Linked DNA regions of Zea mays: region 2 is linked to region 1. The links are chromatin contacts, called in public HiChIP or PLAC-seq maps. All regions are on one chromosome and are shown on one strand. Each heading gives the region's core, a stretch centred on a gene start, on an enhancer-like site or on the middle of the called end of the contact. The rest is flanking DNA. Distances are from core to core; before and after follow the strand shown. Region 1 holds the start of LOC100272306. Region 2 holds the start of LOC100280154.

The links. HiChIP or PLAC-seq counts read pairs in DNA pulled down with a chosen protein or histone mark.
Region 2: a contact with region 1 is called in an H3K4me3 HiChIP or PLAC-seq map of leaf, with 3 times the contacts expected there. The contact joins the promoter of LOC100280154 here to the promoter of LOC100272306 in region 1. A contact is called at or near these places in 3 of 25 Hi-C or Micro-C datasets (ear, leaf and tassel) and 1 of 3 datasets of contacts at active chromatin or transcription factors (leaf).

What each region holds. Positions count from the first base shown.
Region 1 is chr3:163,555,261-163,557,960 of Zm-B73-REFERENCE-NAM-5.0, forward strand. LOC100272306 reads right to left here and starts at 1,306. Exons shown (of 7, transcript NM_001146791.1): 1 at 863-1,306; 2 at 498-773. The coding sequence starts at 1,135.
Region 2 is chr3:163,750,376-163,753,075 of Zm-B73-REFERENCE-NAM-5.0, forward strand. LOC100280154 reads left to right here and starts at 1,382. Exons shown (of 9, transcript NM_001153086.2): 1 at 1,382-1,670; 2 at 2,659-2,700. The coding sequence starts at 1,639.

The sequences.
Region 1 (2,700 bases), core at 56-2,555:
GGGTATGAGGATGGGTAAGCTGCTAGAGATAGCCTTAGACCGTCTGCAGCGGTCTACCCATAGTTTACCTAAAAGCACTGTTTTGCACTATAGACTGCACTGTTCGCAGAGTGGAGTTTGAATATGGATATGGGGATGGGTAAGCAGCTGGAGATAGCCTTAGAAACAACACCCAGTCCACTATAGTTCAAAACTCACTGAACCCTGGTGGACATGTTATATCTGCAATTAGCAGAAATAACACTAAAATGGAATTTTATAGAAGTTCTATGTTTATTGTTGTGGTGAGTATAAAGTATAAACATGCTATGAAAATCTTCAAATATAGTCATACATCTTCTAGTGGCCATATCATAAGACCCATGTTCATATGGCTACCAATTATGAGGATACCGAGATACACAGGGCAGAACACCTACATTGCGCTATAATGAACATAGATTTCCATAAATGCAAACTATAGAATATTGATAACCAATACCAAAGTAAGTCTTAACCTGTATCAAAGAAGCTGCTGAGCGGCCAGCACCAGCAGCCGCCCCAATTGGAACAAACAGGTGAGGGAACACTGGAGTCAGAATCTCCAGCCCATAAGCCATATTCTCCAGAAAATCAGCAAATAGTCGCCACCCTTTGGGGTTAACATCAAAATGGCGTCCGAATTTGGACAACATGATCTTGCTAAGGTACCCGAGGCCATCTTTCAGCACCCAATTCACCGCAGCAGCAGTGGGTATCGCTCCTTTCCCTAACCCAACCGCATAGAGCAGAGCCTGAAGAAAACATTTTAGGGAATAAATACACTACCCTTTACCTAGCTGCCTGGAAAATTTGTGATAAACGCTCAGATGAGCTCCACTACCTGTGTGGAAAGCACCCCGCTGATCTGGCTCGCCACACCCTGTACGCCGCGCCAGAGCGAGTAGTTAAGGTAGTCGCTGCTGACACTATGAGGGTATCCGTCAGGGAGTAACAGATGAACAGCAACTTCGGCGTACCGCCGCCACGACCGCCCCAGCTGCCTCCGTAGGGCGGCCAGGTCCTTAGAGATGCTTCCAACCTTTTCATCCCCGTCCTCCCGCTTTGTTCCGTCGTCCCCAGCAATGAGATAGGAGGTCCAGGTTGGGTCCGGCATGAGGCGAGTGCGCTTGCCGCCCCTCACCTCCCATACGTCCCCCGCGTCATCACCGGAAGTGCTGAGGGCCTCAGCGAGCGCGGATGCGGCGCCGGACTGGAGGAGCAGGAACAGGAGGAAGAACTCCGGGTGGAGGGCCTGGAGCCACCGCTCCCACCACCACCCGTCCCCAGGGCCAGGAGAATCCATTCCTCGCCCGCCATCACCTCCGCTTCCTCCATCGCTGCCGCCAGAATCACAGTATCCGCGGAAGCCGCCAGGAGGACTGTGGGATGCCGCGAGGAGTGGCGGGGAAAGCTTGGCGTCGACGCGGTGGAATCTGAGGGCGGTCAGGGATGGCGACGATGGCGGCCGCGAGGCGAGGCGAACTAAGGGAGGTGGGGGTAAAAAGGAGGGGAGGAGGAGGAAGGATTGTGGCATGGACATCAGTGGAGGGAGGGATGGCCGCCGGGCGACGCGAACGGAGGGAGGTAGGGGTAAAAAGGAATAGAGGCGGACGAAGGATTTCGCCCTGTGTATTCAAAGGGGTCCCGTATTCAAAATATGAAAGTGTGTCAAATTGTTTTTGAGAAACTAGACCATGTCCGTGCTCCGGCTTCAGTGTCCGTTGAATTCAAACAGTGTTTCAGGAGATTTTAAATGGAACGCCCGGCCTGAGACCTTCACGAATCACGACGCGCCGCCGCCACTAGACACTATGCCACCAGGCACCTCCGCGGTACGCGCTCGTGGCTCGCGGCACCGTCGCCCACAGGCCGCAGCCGGCAGGCCCACCCCGGCGCGCCGCAGCAGCCGCTCGCGTCGCAGCCCAGAGCCCGAGCCGGCTGTCGCCGCCGCCGCTGCCGCCGTGCCTCGAACAGGAACTGCCGCCCGCCGAGCCGGTCGCGCGCTAGGGTTTGGGTCGAGGTTGAATTAGAATACTGAACGAACAGCCGACTGTCCGAACACGAGGAGGAAGAGCGGACAGGGCGGCCGGGCCTGTGGCCACTGGCCGCACGCCCGCATTGGGCCTTCGCGGGCCATGGGCTGTCCGGTGCGGGAACGAAACGGGGCAAACGGCACATACTACTCGAATATTTGTCGTCCGTTAGTTCATTTTTAAACAAAATTGTAATAAATAAAAAATAAAGTAAGTATTTAATAATATACTAGATAAACGCTCATGCGTCACTACAGAGTGAACATATTATTATAAAATATATTGAAATTCAAAAATATTAGTCAACAAATGTTTCTTATTTAAAGCTTGCTCGACATGTATAAAGCTTGATAGTATGGCATGTTTGGTGTAGGATGGACAAGACAAGTTTTCAAGCGATATACCACATTTACTATCTTTATTGTAAATTTGGGACATTCATGCATAGACGACGAACTCAAGGAAGTTTTATGCAAGTATGATGTGTGTATTTTTCTAATTTGCTTGTGAAATGAATCCATAGTAATGAAATTGTGCATTGATGTTCTATATTGTTAGGGCACCTGGTTTTCATGTCCTTAAAACGTGTAGCCATGGTAGAATGTCTGTAGCTTTTTCTGATTTTACAGTATACATATCTATACCT
Region 2 (2,700 bases), core at 132-2,631, 200 kb after region 1:
CGATAATTACGTATTTTAATTAATTAGTCCAATCCGGATCAGAGGAGCCTGACATTCTTGGAATTTTTACTGTTCCACGCCGGCCGTAGCGGGCGGCCCCATGTGCATCTGGACTGGACCTGGAGCTCCTGCATGTAACCGTAGCAGTCCAACAGAACGGGACAGGAAGCTCCCGACATGCGGGGGCCATCCGGCCATGGAATAGACGGATCCACAGGGCCCACCTCCCAGCGTCGGGGCTCGCTGGTCCTGCTCCTGCAGCCTGCAACCGTACCGTCCGTAGCAACGCAACGGACGGAGTGAGAGAGGCTCGGGCTCGGCCGTCTCCCGTCTTCGTCTTGAATGCTCCGGATCACATGAACGCCCTGGGTCCGCAGTTAATGGCCACGATGTACCCCGTGCCCTGCCCCCGCCCTGCGCATTCACTGTAGCTCATGCCATCTCCGCCGGGACGTAGTACTAGTACAAATGAATCTACTGTAGCATCTTTATGATGATTTCATTTGGAGTTGCAAAATCCTCGGGCTGGGCTTCCTTCCGGTGCAAGCTTTCCAGGCCCAGTCAATGGCTTCCCCAGCAATCTTCACGGCCTGGCAAGGGCTGTTCCTAACAAAATGGCCTGGCAACCGCTTTGGATTAGTAGTTACTTATTAAATCCGGGTCAGGATTAGGGCCTGTTTGTTTACCCCCCAGATTATATAATCTGGATTAAATAATCCTAAGAGGCAAACAAACAGTCCAGCTTATTTGCCCAGATTATATAATCTAACCCCTTGGATTATGATAATCCATAAGCAAGTGAGGAGGTGCTTATTTCAGATTATTTTTTCCCACTTCCCCACTACCCTTTCAAGTTTCCTAGAAATTACCCACCATTGCCATTATAATCCACCAAATCGTTTTTGCGCCTAGTACTAGTCAATTTGGGGATGAAGAAGGTGACATGAATGCCTTCCGTGATAATATTGCTAATGCAATATTTGACAGTGTCAATTGAATTATTTTTTTCATATATGAGTTTCAACCTAGTACAAATATAGAGGGCATTCTTGTCTTCCTCATACAAAAGAATCCTATTAACAACTCAAATAATCTGGGTAAACAAACGGGACTACTCAGATTATATAATCGAGATTATATAATCTAGATTATATAATCCTCCAAAAATAATCCAGATTATATAATCCATGAAGGTAAACAAACAGACCCTTAGTCATCATAAGATAATCCGCGGCCCACGCCTCTCGATTCTTTTTGGTTTTCGCGGGGTTCCGTGCCGCTCTGCAGACTGTGCTGTCACCACAACTGGTGAGAGAGAGAGAGAGCGTGAGAGCGAGAGGAGAGAGTGGATAAAAGCATCGGGGGTTTGGAGTTTGGACTTGTGTCTAGACAGCGAAAGGGACGGCAGAGGGAGGAGAGGGCTCAAACCGCCTGCCTGCTGCCCTGCACCCCGCGCCCACCCCACTTCTTCCACTTCCACCACCTCCTCCCCTCCAGTCCCCCTCTCCACCTGCCCCCCGCTCCCTGGTCCGGCGCGGAGAACCAGCCAGCCAGCCCGTCGTCGCTGTCGCCCGCCGGTGAAGCAGTAGCCGCGCGTGACGCCGGATCCAATCCGCGGCCCTCGCCGCGCGCGCGGTCATGGACTTCGACGGCGCCATTGGCGATCAGGGGTGAGTTGCGCGCACCGAAACACCGTCCGTGGTACTACTGGTCCTGGGTCGCGCGCCGCGGAGAAAGGCCGCGCCTTGGTGCCCGCGGCTGGGGACGAAATTCCAGTCACCGGCTTCTCTTTTCTCGCTTCGGTTCCGTCCCTGCAGGCTGCAGCCCACCGTCGATCCCCAATTTTGTTAAGGGAGCTCGGGTGGGTGTGGCAGCAGGTACTAGAGCCCGGAAGTTGCTGCGCCCCTTTTTGGTGGGTGAGCTCTTTATGCGTCCTACGATGATGTTAAGGGAGCAGGACGCAGGGACTACTAATTCTGGGGGCAAAGGGCCGTATTCTCCCTTCTTTTGTACGAAGCTTTGCTGTGGCTTTTGCGCCTTTTCGGCGTGCTGCGTCCATAATCAGCTAGCAGCGGTTCAGTTGTCTTGGGCTTTTCCGGCCATATAAACCCTAGCTGCCCTGCCTGTTAGCTGCTCCCGTGAAGTTCGTGACAAAGCTGGTGCTGTAGTGTCTTGTTTCGGACACCACTTCTGATGCATTTCCTTACTTATCCAAGGATTTTTGTTTTTCTTGTTTCATCCGTTTTCGTTGTTAGATTGCTATCACGAGCTTCTAACCCTCGCTAGTTTACTGTCTGATATATATTTACCGAACGCTGAACATTCTGTCATTACACATCCAAAAAAGAAAAATAGTAGAAAAAAACTTTTACATATTTGCTGTACTCAAGATTAAAGTTTTACCATGTCTGTTTGTGGCTGTTGCTTGCCTTTCGTGCCAGTTGTTATTTGTCACCGATGCATTATTCATGATCTACATTCCTCCCAAATTTACCTTTCAGTCCAGTACAATTCACTGTTAAGATTTTTACCCTTTTCTGCGACGTTAGCTGGGCATACTTTTATGCTCCACATTTTCACTCCTTGCTCTGAACTTCTCCTCAAGTTTCTTGCAAGATTAATCACTTCTGATTGAGCTCGTTGCTGTGGAACTTACAGTGAGCTGTGGGAATGGCAAAGTCAGGAGTATGGTCTGCAGAA